Regions from separate parts of the Sus scrofa genome. Here region 2 is linked to region 1. A link is a contact called in public Hi-C data. All regions are on one chromosome and are shown on one strand. The core of a region is the stretch at or near the end of the contact, and the rest is flanking DNA. Distances in the headings are between cores, read along the strand shown.

Evidence for each region. Hi-C and Micro-C count contacts between places; a contact is called where the count stands out from the background.
Region 2: a Hi-C map of liver shows a contact between it and region 1, with 8 times the contacts expected there. The contact joins two enhancer-like sites. A contact is called at or near these places in 1 of 5 promoter capture datasets (liver), 9 of 47 Hi-C or Micro-C datasets (blood, embryonic fibroblasts, fetal heart ventricle and 4 more) and 1 of 2 datasets of contacts at active chromatin or transcription factors (skeletal muscle).

What each region holds. Positions count from the first base shown.
Region 1 is chr1:268,506,721-268,512,991 of Sscrofa11.1, reverse strand. No RefSeq gene overlaps it. Among named protein-coding and RNA genes, the nearest start is that of NAIF1, 22 kb to the left of the region's middle. Within about 2 kb of position 4,166, at least 28 of the 83 cell types and tissues checked have an H3K27ac peak or open chromatin away from gene starts, as enhancers often do. A contact at or near this core is called in fetal liver and liver, where this site is marked.
Region 2 is chr1:268,569,391-268,575,702 of Sscrofa11.1, reverse strand. SLC25A25 (solute carrier family 25 member 25) reads right to left here. Exons shown (of 11, transcript NM_001164510.1): 5 at 6,112-6,223; 6 at 4,076-4,234; 7 at 2,726-2,878; 8 at 1,767-1,874; 9 at 1,503-1,670; 10 at 803-953; 11 at 508-692. The coding sequence ends at 508. Among named protein-coding and RNA genes, the nearest start is that of PTGES2, 19 kb to the left of the region's middle. Within about 2 kb of position 4,767, at least 12 of the 83 cell types and tissues checked have an H3K27ac peak or open chromatin away from gene starts, as enhancers often do. A contact at or near this core is called in fetal liver and liver, where this site is marked.

The sequences.
Region 1 (6,271 bases), core at 2,917-5,416:
GGACTATAAACTGGTACAACCACTGTGGAAAACAGTATGGAGGTACCTCAGAAAACTAAATGTAGAAACTACCATATGACCCAGCAATCCCATTCCTGGGCATACCTCTGGACGAAACTTTCATTGAAAAAGATACGTGCACCCCTATGTTCATTGCAACAGTATTCATAATAGCCAAGACATGGAAACGACCTAAATGTCCATTGGAAGATGAGTGGATTAAGAAGATGTAGTTCATATACACAATGGAATACTACTTAGCCATAAAAAAGAACAAAATAATGCCATTGGCAGCAACATGGATGGAACTAGACACTCTCATCTTAAGTGAAGTAAGTCAGAAAGAGAAAGACAAATACCATATGATATCACATATCTGGAATCTAAAATATGGCACAAATAAACCTTTCTATAAAAAGGAAACAGGAGTTCCCGTCGTGGCGCAGTGGTTAACGAATCCAACTAGGAACCATGAGGTTACGGGTTCGGTCCTTGCCCTTGCTCAGTGGGTTAACGATCCGGCGTTGCCGTGAGCTGTGGTGTAGGTTGCAGACGCGGCTCGGATCCCGCGTGGCTGTGGCTCTGGCGTAGGCCGGTGGCTACAGCTCCGATTCAACCCTGGCCTGGGAACCTCCATATGCCGCGGAGCGGCCAAGAAATAGCAACAACAACAACAAAAGACAAAAAAAAAAAAAAAAAAAAAAAGGAAACAAACTCTTGGACTTGGACAACAGATTTGTGGCTGCTGGGGGGGATGGGAAAGGAGTGAAATGGACTGGGAGTCTGGGGTTAATAGATGCAAACTCTTGCATTTGGAGTGGATCAGAATGAGATCCTGGAGTTCCCGTCGTGGCGCAGTGGTTAACGAATCCGACTAGGAACCATAAGGTTGCGGGTTCGGTCCCTGCCCTTGCTCAGTGGGTTAACGATCCGGCGTTGCCATGAGCTGTGGTGTAGGTTGCAGACGCGGCTCGGATCCCGCGTGGCTGTGGCTCTGGCGTAGGCTGGTGGCTACAGCTCCGATTCAACCCTAGCCTGGGAACCTCCATATGCCACGGGAGCGGCCCAAGAAATAGCAACAACAACAACAAAAGACAAAAGACAAAAAAAAAAAAAAAAAAAAAAAAAGAATGAGATCCTGCTGTACAGCCCAGGGAACTATACTTAGCCACTTGTGATGAAACATGATGGAGGATAATGTGAGAAAAAGAATATGTGTGTGTGTGTGTGTGTGTGTGTGTGTGTGTGATTGGGTCACTTGCTGTACAGCAGAAATTGACAGAACAATGTAAATCATCAATAATAGAACAAAATAAAATAAAAAATATACAATCATCTCTCTTTCCAAGCAATCATGGATCTCTTTTCTTTTTTGTTTGTTTGTTTGTCTTTTGTCTTTTTAGGGCTGCACCCTCGGCATATGGAGGTTCCCATGCCAGGGGTTGAATTGGAGCTATGGCTGCAGGCCTACACCACAGCCACAGCAACGCAGGATCTGAGACGTGTCTGCGATCTACACCACAGCTCACAGCAATGCCGGATCCTTAACCCACTAAGCGAGGCCAGGGATGGAACCCGAAGCCTCATGGTTCCTAGTCGGATTCGTTTCCACTGCACCACGACGGGAACTCCGGATCTCCTTTCTGTCATTATAGAGGGGTTGCATTTCTGAGGATTTTACCTAAATGAAATCATGCGGCATGTACTTACGATTCCTTTTTCTGGCTTTTTTTCTCTGTCTAATTATTTTGAGATGACTTATGTTGAAGTGTTTACCAATAGATCAATCTTTTATTGCTAAGTAAAATACACCATAATTTATCTATTCAATCATATATGGATGGATATTGTAGTTGTTTCAATATTTAGCTATCACAGATCAAGCTGCAGTGATCTACTGTGGACAAGTCTTTGTACCTGCACTTACATTCTCTTGAATAAATACTGAAGAGTGGATCACACAGTTGGTGCATGCTTAATGCTTTAAGAAACTACCCAAACGGTTTTCAGAGTGGTTGCACTGTTTTATGTTCCCCACAGCGGTGTGTAAGAGTTCTGGTGGCTCCACCTTCTTACCAACATTTGGTGGGTTTTTTGTTGTTATCGTTTTTTGTTTTTGTCTTTTTAGGGCCACACCCTCAGCATATGGAGGTTCCCAGGCTAGGGGTTGAATCCGAGTGGTAGCTACTGCCCTACACCACAGGCACAGCAACACCAGATCCGAGCTGTGTCTACAACCTATATCACAGCTCACTGCTACGCCGGATCCTTAACCCACTGAGCAAGGCCAGGGATCAAACCTGTGTCCACATGGATACTAATCAGATTTGTTTCTGCTGAACCATGATGGGAATTCCGTGGGGAGGTTTTAATTTCAACCATTCAGTAGGCATGAAGTGTATCTCATTGCGGTGTTTTGGGATTTGGGGGTTTTTCTTTTTTGGCTGCACCCATGGCATGCGGAAGTTCCCAGGCCAGGGATAAAAATCTGAGCCACAGCAGTAACCAGAGCCACAGCAATGACAATGCCGAGTCTTTAACCACTTGGCCGCCAATGAACGCCCTCACTGTGGTTTGTTTTTCAATTTTTTAATTAAAGTATAGCTGCTTTATAGTGTGGTGCCAATTTCTGCTCTACAACAAAGTGACCCAGTCATACGCATCCTCGTTGTGGTTTTAATTTTCATTTCCCTAGGACTAATGGTGTGGCTACCAGCCATCTATAGATCTTTTTTTTTTTTTTTTTTTTTTTTTTTTTTGTCTTTTTTGTCTTTTTTGTCTTTTCAGGGCCACACCTGCGGCATATGGAAGTTCCCAGGCTAGGGGTCTAATCGGAGCTGTAGCCACCGGCCTACACCACAGCCACAGCAATGCAGGATCCGAGCCGTGTCTGCGGCCTACACCACAGCTCACGGCAACGCTGGATCCTTAACCCACTGATCGAGGCCAGGGATCAAACCTGCAACCTCATGGTTCCTAGTCGGATTCGTTTCCGCTGCGCCACGACGGGAACGCCTAAAGATCTTTCTTTAATGAGGTGTCTATTTGATTTAAATTGTCCTCTTATTCATGCCTATTTAGGGTTCTTTATATATCTAGATAGGCTTTTTGCCAGATATATTATTGCAAAGGTTTTCTCCCAGTCTGCGTATGCATTTTCATGTGTGTAAAAATGCCCCAGATTGCTTTCACACACACTGAGTCTGAGAACCTCTCTTCAATGACAAACAATGCAAATTCAAACAGCAGCAAGAAGGAGTTCCCATTATGCTCAGCGGTAACAAACCCGACTAGTATCCATGAGGACATGGGTTGGATCCCTGGCCTCACTCAGTGGGTTAAGGATTTGGCATTGCCATGAGTTGAGGTGTAGCTTGAAGACCCAGCTCAGCTCTGATCTTGCATTGCCATGGCTGTGGCGTAGGCTGGCATCTGCAGCTCTGATTTGACCCTTAGCCTGGGAGACTCCTTATGCTACGGGTGTGGCCTTAAAAAAAAAAAAAAAAAAAAAGTGGGAGTTCCCGTCGTGGCGCAGTGGTTAACGAATCCGACTAGGAACCATGAGGTTACGGGTTCGGTCCCTGCCCTTGCTCAGTGGGTTAACGATCCGGCGCTGCCGTGAGCTGTGGTGTAGGTTGCAGACGCGGCTCGGATCCCACGTTGCTGTGGCTCTGGTGTAGGCTGGTGGCTACAGCTCCGATTCAACCCCTAGCCTGGGAACCTCCATATGCCGCGGAAGCGGCCCAAGAGATAGCAACAACAACAACAACAACAACAACAAAAGACAAAAAAAAAAAAAAAAAAAGTGGACATTGGTGCAAAACCCTAGAAGGACGATTTGCTGATAGTTCATCAAAACCTTTAAATGCAGGTTCTTTGACTCAGCGGTTTCCTTTGACTCGGTGAGTTCTAGTCTAAGAATTTTTCTGGAAAAAATAAACAATAGCATTTAAGTAGTCTGCCCCAGGATCTTTGGTCTCGGGATTGTGCTGACGGGAGGGGGCTGCAGACATGCCTGGCTGGCCAGCCCAGGATCTTGGTTCTGTGCCCTGTGTGCTCCGAGCCCTGGATGGAAGCCTAGAGGGACGGGGAGGTCAGCAGAGGCTGGAACCTGACCGGTTCCCAGCAGGGTGGTGCGAGGAGAGTGCGGGGCAGGTCTCACCCGACTGCATCGGGGTCTGGGTCCACACTGAGCCTGGCCTGGCCTGGGAGTCAGGTTCTAACCAGCCACCACCAGTGCAGACTCGGAACAGGGGACACTTGGCTGACACGGCTACCTGGGACCTACAAAGGACAGCCATTTGCTCTCCAAACACCAGTAGTTTCTTTGCAACGGAGGGAGGTGGGGCCTTGGCTGGAGCCTGGAGACCTGGGCTCTAGATTAGCCCTGTCCCAATGTGCCCTGTAGCCCCAGGCTCCTCGGCTGGACAGTGAACAGGTGGATCAGGTAGTTAGCCTCCTCTGGCCCCTCCAGCGAAGATTCAAAGCTTGGGTGTTTGAACCAGCCAGACCTGAGTTCCAGTTCCAGCTCCATCAGTGGGACTCGGCGTGGTATTTAGGCTCTTTGTACTTCAGTTTCTATCTCAAATTAAAACCCTGCAGGAGTTCCCGTTGTGACTCAGTGGGTTAAGAACCTGACGAGTATCCAAGAGGATGTGAGTTGGATCCCTGGCCTTGATCAGTGCATTAAGGATCCAGCGTTGCCGAGAGCTGTGGTGTAGCTCACATGTGTGGCTCGGCTCTGGCGTTGCTGTGGCTGTGGTGCTACAGCTCCAATTCAACTCCTAGCCTGGAACCTTCCATAGCCCCGAGTGTGGCCTTAAAAAGACAAAAAAAAAAAAAAAAAAAAAGACATGACACCATAAAACTCCTAGAAGAGAACATAAGGAAAACATTCTCTGACGTAAACCATATAAAAGTTTTCTTAGGTCAGTCTCCCAAGGCAATAGAAATAAAAACAAAAATAAACAAATGAGACCTAGGCAAATTTTCAGGCTTTTGCACAGCAAAGGAAACCATTTTAAAAAAAGAAAAAGTAAAAGGGAGTTGCCGTCGTGGTGCAGCGGAAACGAATCCGACAAGGAACCATGAGGAGGCGGGTTCGATCCCTGGCCTCACTCAGTGGGTTAGGGATCCGGCGTTGCCGTGAGCTGTGGTGTAGGTCGCAGACGTGGCTCGGATCCCGCGTTGCTGTGGCTCTGGCGTAGGCCGGCAGCTACAGCTCCGATTGGACCCCTAGCCTGGGAACCTCCATATGCCGCGGGAGCGGCCCAAGAAATGGCAAAAAAAAAAAAAAAGACAAAAAAAATAAAACTAGAATAAAATAAAAATAAAAAAATAGTAGTGTATTCAATAAGTATAAGAATAAAATAAAATATCTAAGTGATAAGAAGGTGTTGCGTTCTATTTTACTTGATAGTGCTGGAGACCGTTGTAGGGCGCAGAGCTGGGGGCGGCCACAGGAGGGCGCTCTGTTCACGGGCGCCTTTCCAGCCTAGAATGAGGAATCCAGGCCGGGAGAACCCGCGTGGTGTGTTGTTCTCCATGTGTCCTGTAGGTGGGGCTAGACAACCACAGTCAGGCGCAGGCCTGGGCACAACACTAGGCGTCCCAGACCGCAGGCTGGGGATGGGTGAGGCTGGAGGGCTACCTCAGGAGTGTCCAGTCCTGGAGGGGAGCGGGCTCTTCCGCAGCCCCAGGGAGAAGCCATGACCAGTTCTACCAGCCCGTCAAGCCCAGAGGCGGTGCTGGGTGTGGAGAGAGCTTAGGACCGAAGTCAGAGGCCCTGCCCTGCCTGGGCAGCTGTGTGCTTCTGACTCCCCTTCCTTTTCTCGCCTCAGTCGCCCTCTCATGCCGGGAGAGTGTGAGAGCCTGTCAAACCTGACCCCTGACAATAAAGGTCTGAAGTGGCTGAAAGTCCTCTGCCAGCTGCGCAGAAGAGCCCTGGTTTCCTGTGAAGCCCCAATCCCAGAACAGCCCTCTCCTTGTCTGACCTTGTCACCTGCCCCTGAGGTCACAGTGCTTCCCTTATTCCCTGGATTGAGAAACAGAGGCCCATGGGAGTTAAATGACTTTCCCAAGGCTACAGTGAGTGGTTGGAGCCAGGTGTGAAAGGCAGATCTGTTTGCTCCTTCCACCTTCTCCATCTGACCTGCTGCAATTGAAGGGGATACGGTGCAGGGGGGAGGGAATTTCCCACTGAAGAAACTGAGCTAAGAGAAATTCCTTGGTAAGAAGATGGATTACTCATACATGCCTAGGAGTTCCCGCT
Region 2 (6,312 bases), core at 3,518-6,017, 62 kb before region 1:
CTGCCCGGCGGACTGAGGGCGGGGAGCGGCATGGGGAGTGGGCTGGTGGCCCTCCTCCTACCATTTCCAACAGCAGCGAGGAAGGAAGCAAGGTGGGCCCGGGGGCAGACGCTCGGCAGGCCAGAAGGCGGCCCGTGTCAGCCGGCTGGCTGCGAGGATGCTGCGATGGAAGAACTAAGCCGGCCCCCCAGCCGTGCTTCTGGGCAGGTGCTGCAGGAAACATTCCGTCCCTGTGTGCGCTCGCGAGCCCGTGTCCTGCTGAGCCCTGGTCCCTGAGGAATACCCATAGGTCTTCCCTGGAACGGACGTGAGGGTCGGCCAGGGTCAGCAGGACACACCCAGTGGGCCTGCGGCTCGCCCCACCCCCTTTGCAGGCGCATCCCAGGGTTTTCACAGCTTGGCTTAAGTCAGCTTAGTGTTGGCACATTCACAGAATGAGATGGCGACACATCCCAGGGCTGCAGGCCCAGGATCAGTGAGTCCGCGGGCGGGCTGCCCTCCCTCCCGTCACCGCGACTGCACTCCCAGGGTGATCTTCAGATTCTCGTACACCACGTAGCTGATGCTCACGGCCGGGATCACCTTCATGAAGTTGGGGGCCAGCCCCCGGTACAGGCCGAAGGCCCCCTCGGTCCGCAGGATCTGTTTGAAGAGGCTGCTCATGCTCACTTCCGGAGCGCCCTCGACCGAGGCTGTGGGGAGAGAGGCCGCCCGTCAGAGGCCTTTCGCCAGCTCCCCCCTCCATCCCAGCCTGCCCGGGAGAAGGACCCCTGGGCGCCGACGGGCCAGGGCCCAGCCTTACCTTGGGCCTGCATCCGGGTCCTGACCAGGGCCAGCGGGTAGCTGGCCAGCTGGCCACAGGTGCTGGACATGGTGCCACAGGCCAGGAGCACAAACACGCCGGGGTCTGCGCTGTTCACTGCGTAGCGCTGCAGCCAGGCGTTCTTGAGTGTCTGGAAGGGGCGAGGGGGAGGGGGTGAGCACAGTGCCTGCAGACCCCAGAATGGAAGCGCTTGCGAGGCAGTGAGCGTCTGGGCGGGGGAGCTGGGGGACAGTTATTGGATCCCCACAGGAGGCGTTTCCCCATCACATGGGATCTGCGGGAGGCCACTGTAACCCAATTCGCTTGGCCTGGGTTGGCCTGGAGCTTGCTGAGCTCCTGGCCCGCCTGCCCTTTGCTTTTGCTGTCACTAGGGATTCCTGCATAAGGTGGGGAGCGGGGAGGGGGCAGAGACAGCACCCCCCTTTCCCTCCCCAGGGAGCCCGACTCCTGTGCTCCGGAGTCTGCCCGCCCAGCCCTCGGGGGTACAGAACCTGGGGGTGCGGGGGCCAGGCGGTGTGACGGGAGACCCTTGCAACAGACAGGAGAGCCGGCGAGGAGACCAGCCTCTGATCTCGCTGGTCCCCAGGGGGTCTACCCGGCGGGGTGTCTGACCCACGGCTGGGAGGGGGGCTCTGAGTCTCTTGTGCTGCTCAAGGGGCTGGAGTCCTCCAGGGCTCACCTCGTAGACGGCGAGGTCTATCCCAGCATAGGGGATGATCCCGAGCATGTTGGGAACGTAGCCTTTGTAGAAGGCGGCCACGCCCTCGCGGGCCAGGATCTTCCTGGCACAGTCCAGCATGCCCGAGTACTGGCCCGTCTTGCGCAGAGCCATCCGGGTCTTCAGGACCTGCAGGGCCCAACAGGAGTGATGGGAGCGTGAGCCCCGGCCGCCCCCACCCTCGCCCGCACACGTGCTGCCCAGCCCAGGACCAGGGACCCTCACCTCCATCGGGTAGATGCTGCTCTGGGCGATGGCCCCTGCCAAGGACCCTGCCACCAGCCTCTCGTGAATCCTCAGAGTCTCCTGGTCAGTCCCCACGAGACGCTTGATCTGGAACAGGGAGCAAACAAACTGATACACTCGGAAATCAGAACACCTGCTCTGTCCCGCTCTGCCTCTCGGAACCTGTTGGGTTTAGCTGAGACCCGGTCTTCCTGGCACTTTATTTGTGTATTTTTGTCTTTAGGGCTGCATCTGTGGCATATGGAAGTTCCCAGGCTAGGGGTCCAGTTGGAGCTACAGCTGCTGGCCTACACCAGATCTGAGCCATGTCTGCAGCCTATGCCACAGCTCAGGGCAATGCCGGATCCTTTAACCCACTGAGTGAGGCCAGGGATGGAACCCACATCCTCGTGAATAGGAGTGGGATTCTTAACCACTGAGTCACAATGGGAACTCCCTCCCTAGCACTTTTTTTTTTTTTTTTGCTTTTTAGGGCTGCCCCTGTGGCACATGGAGGTTCCCAGGCTAGGGATCCAATTGGAGCTGTAGCTACTGGCCTACGCCACAGCCACAGCCACGCAGGATCTGAGCCACGTCTGCAACCTACACCAAAGCTCACAGCAACGCTGGATCCTTCACCCACTGAGCGAGGCCAGGGATCGAACCTGCATCCTCATGGATACCAGTCAGATTCGTTTCCGCTGAGCCATGACGGGAACTCCTCTCCCTAGCACTTTTGATGCTGCCCAGAAACAGAAGGACCTGGCCCCCAGTGGAACAGGGGGGCAGAGCTGGGGGCAGATCCAGGCCTCCCCCTCCCACTCTGGCCCTGCCGTATCCCTCAGGTACAAGGACTGGCTCCAGGTCCCAGGGAATCAACAGGGCAGGGACCTCATTCCAGGGGAAGCTCGGGAAGCGGCTGCCGACTGGTGACTCTCCCTGGACAGCTGGGTTCTCACCTGCTCATAGGCCATGAATTTGATGGCCGACTCGGGGGCAATCTTGAGGACGTTGATGCCGTTGCCCCGCCAGAGTGATCTGGCCCCTCCTTCCCGAATCATCTGGGTGAACCCACCCACGATGCACATGTTGTTGCTGCGGGAGGCGTGGACCTGGGGCGGGAAGGACAAACGGTCAGCATCAAGGTCAACAGACATGCTCTTCCTTCTTGGCCCTGAGACCAGCCCAGCACCCTGAGCATCAACCATGGTTACTCGAGGCCCAACGAGACTTTGCTGTGGACCGGCTGCTGCCGACATCATGCTAGACACGGCCCCAAGGACTACTTTTTAAAAATTAAAAAAAAAAAAAAAAAATTGAGCTTTTTTATTATGAAGAACTGTTAAACATAGATACGAGTTTAGAGAATTATATAAGGAGCTTCAACAATCACCAATGACAGCCAATCTGTGTCTCTCCCCGCAACAACCCCACTCCCCCCTGCCCCAACTCTCCCACTCCCACCCCAGGCATTGTGTCATTTCACCCAAGGTCTGCTATTATCTCTAAAGCATTCCTGGGGATTCAGTCAAGACAAACAAATGGATGAGGTGATTTGCTCGAACCCCTTAGTCTCCGGAGGAACTGAAGCCCTGGGGTTAAAGTGACTTGCCTGAGGTTACCCAGCTGGGAGGGTGGGACCCCAGGTTGGGTCCCAGGCCCGGAGCGCCTCCTCCCGAACCACCCTGCCTCCCTGATTTGGCAGTGGTAGGGAGTCCTCATTCTCCAGTCCACTGGCCTGGACCCGAGGTAGGCCCAGGGGGCCGAGGGGCATAGGGAAAGGATGACACCTTTTCTGAGCAGGGTGCATGGCACAAAAAGGGCCAGGATACAAGCCCGAGGACAAGGGGTGACCGGCCATCACAGAGACAACACTTTAGTCCAGCAGTGTGTCCTCAGATTGATTTCACAACCCTGCCCCGACACAGGTCCAGCTTATCTCTGTCCTGTGGACATAAGGTCAGGTGCCTGGCCAAGGGAGCAGTGTCCAGGCCAGGTGAGGATCTGCTGGCACCGCCCCACGTGTGACTTCTTCAAGACGCACCTAAGGAAACCAGTTCCTGCCACACCCCAGTTCTCACTGGGTCATGTGCCCACATTACCACCTTGAAATGTGACCCTGGCTTAAGGTCCTCAGATAAAATTAGATCAGCTATGTGCAAAAGGTCACCTGGGCCGGGATCTAATGTCATTCTTGCTTGAGCTACAATTCTGATCTGGGTTAGAAAAGTATGGGCCCAAAGCAGGGCCCCAGGCAATGGAGGGGAAGCCAGTCGGGCAAAGAGCCCTGAGATGGACACCAGACGTACCTGCATGAGCACCTTGAGTCTGTCCAGGGGGGCTGTGCAGGTTCTGGAGACGGCCCCCGCCCCGCCGCCGGCCACCAGGTGTCTCCACCACATCCCCGTCTGCCTCTCCTCCACTGTGAATTCATCGGGGACTGTCAGATTCTCACCCACATCAAAGATCTGTGAGGAAGGTGGGCAAAGAGAGGTCAAGCAGGCTCCCGAGGCCTGTGGCAGGCCAGCCGGCAGACGGCTGTGTCCACGGCCTCCCACTGTCCCGAGTGGATGACACCTCGAGGGACCACAGAGGGTGAGGCTGCACCCCCCCGACCTTCACGATGTGGAGGGGCCGAGCTCTGAGCGGACTGTGGCCTGGGCAGGGGGCGGGGGGCAGGTGCGGGGAGGCCCCCGGCTGGAATCTGAGCGCACAGCTGGAAGCACGCAGAGACAGCCCTTTCGAACCCGGCCAGGGGCTGTGGCAAGAACAGCTTACAAAGGCATGTCAGCTGAGGATCAGCAGCCTGGCTGTACAGAAAAGCTCAAGTCAGGGGTAAAAATTCTTCTGAAACCCGATGTGTAACCGGATCATGCTGGCAGAACATTATGCAAGGCTTCTGCAAACATGAGAGGGCCGAGATCCCTGCGTAACACCCTCTCTCCCAGGCCACAGCCCGGCTCGGCAGGCACAGCCAGCTCTGCTCCGACCCTGGGGCAGCCCATTCCTACCCATGCACCGTCCAACAGAGATGCCAGGGGTCCCTGAGGGCACACAGAGGAGGAGGAGCACCCACACCCTCCGCCCCCAGCCCGAGCCCTGAGTCTAGGGGGGACTCAGCTGTGATCAGGGGGCACTCAGCAAAGACTGGCAGAAAGGGCTGCTCGAACATGAAGGGGGCTCGCGGGCAGAGGTCAAGGGGGCCACTGCCAGGGAGCATGCAGAGTGCTGTGTGTTTCCGACCAGGGGTGAGGAGGTGAAAGAATGGTATGTGTGCAGCAGTGGCAACATATTCTTTTGTCACAGAGAGAAATGACACAAAAAGTGGGGGAGAAACTTCACAGCTCTGCAATTGGATCACTAATATTTCTTTCTTCTTTTCTTTCTTTTTTTAAAGGCTGCACCTGCGGCTTATGGAAGTGCCCAGGCAAGGGGTCAAACGGGAGCTGGAGCTGCCAGTCTACACCACAGCCACAGCACCATGGGATCCGAGCCGTGTCCGCAACCTACAAGACACCTTGCAGCAATGCTGGATCCTTAACCCACTGATCAAGACAGGGATCCAACCCACATCCTTACAGGTACTATGTTGGGTTCTTAACCTGTGGAGCCACAATAGGAACTCCTCCCCTAATAGTTCTTTTCTCTTCGTTTTTCTTTTGGGCCGCAGCATGCAGCGGTTTGACGTGGGATCTCACTTCCCAGACCAGGGACTGAACCCAGACAGCAGTGGTGAAAGCACTGAGTCCTAACCACTAGCCCACCAGGGAACTCCCAGGTATTTGATCTCTACAGAGTAGCCCCAGCTCCCTCCCAGGAGGGGGTCACACTGGCTTTGGGAGAACAAGCAGGATCAGGGAGCGGGGTGCTTAAAGTGGGCCTTAAGAAACAGGCAGCACGTGGAGATGGGAGGGCAGAGTTTCTGCAGAGGAAATCTGGCGTTTGCGGAATGGGCAGGCTGTTCAGGTTGGCCGGCGTGTGGGAAACAGAGGGAGCAGATGGCGGGCTGGCAGAGGAGTGGGCACCTCTGCTGCTGAAAAGCAGGCAAGGAGTTTCCGTTGCGGCTCAGCGGTAATGAGCCAGACGAGCATCCATGAGGATGCGGGTCCGTGAGCTGTGGTGGACGTCCCGGACAAGGCTCGGATCTGGTGTTGCTGTGGCTGTGGCCGCTGCAGCTCCGATTCGACCCCTAGCCTGGGAATGTCCATATGCGGCAGGTGCAGCCCTCAGAAGCAAAACAAGAAAAAAATTAAAAAAATTAAAAAAAAAAAAAAAAGGACGGATGGGGGGCCGAGGCTTGGGGAAGGGGGCCCCCTGAACCCGAGGCCCGGAGCGCGGGACTCACCGTGGAATGCTTCCAGTAGAGAATGATTTCCGGGATGTTCTCCACGGGATGCAGGAGGTGGTAGTCTCTCCACTCGTTCCAGTCGATGGTCATCGTGCCGTTTTTGTCCATGCTGCAAGACCAACGCACGGGTGCCCACGTGTCAACAGGCCCCAACTATCAGCCGAACGTCCCACCTCCAGGGGAGCCGCGGGCAGGCGT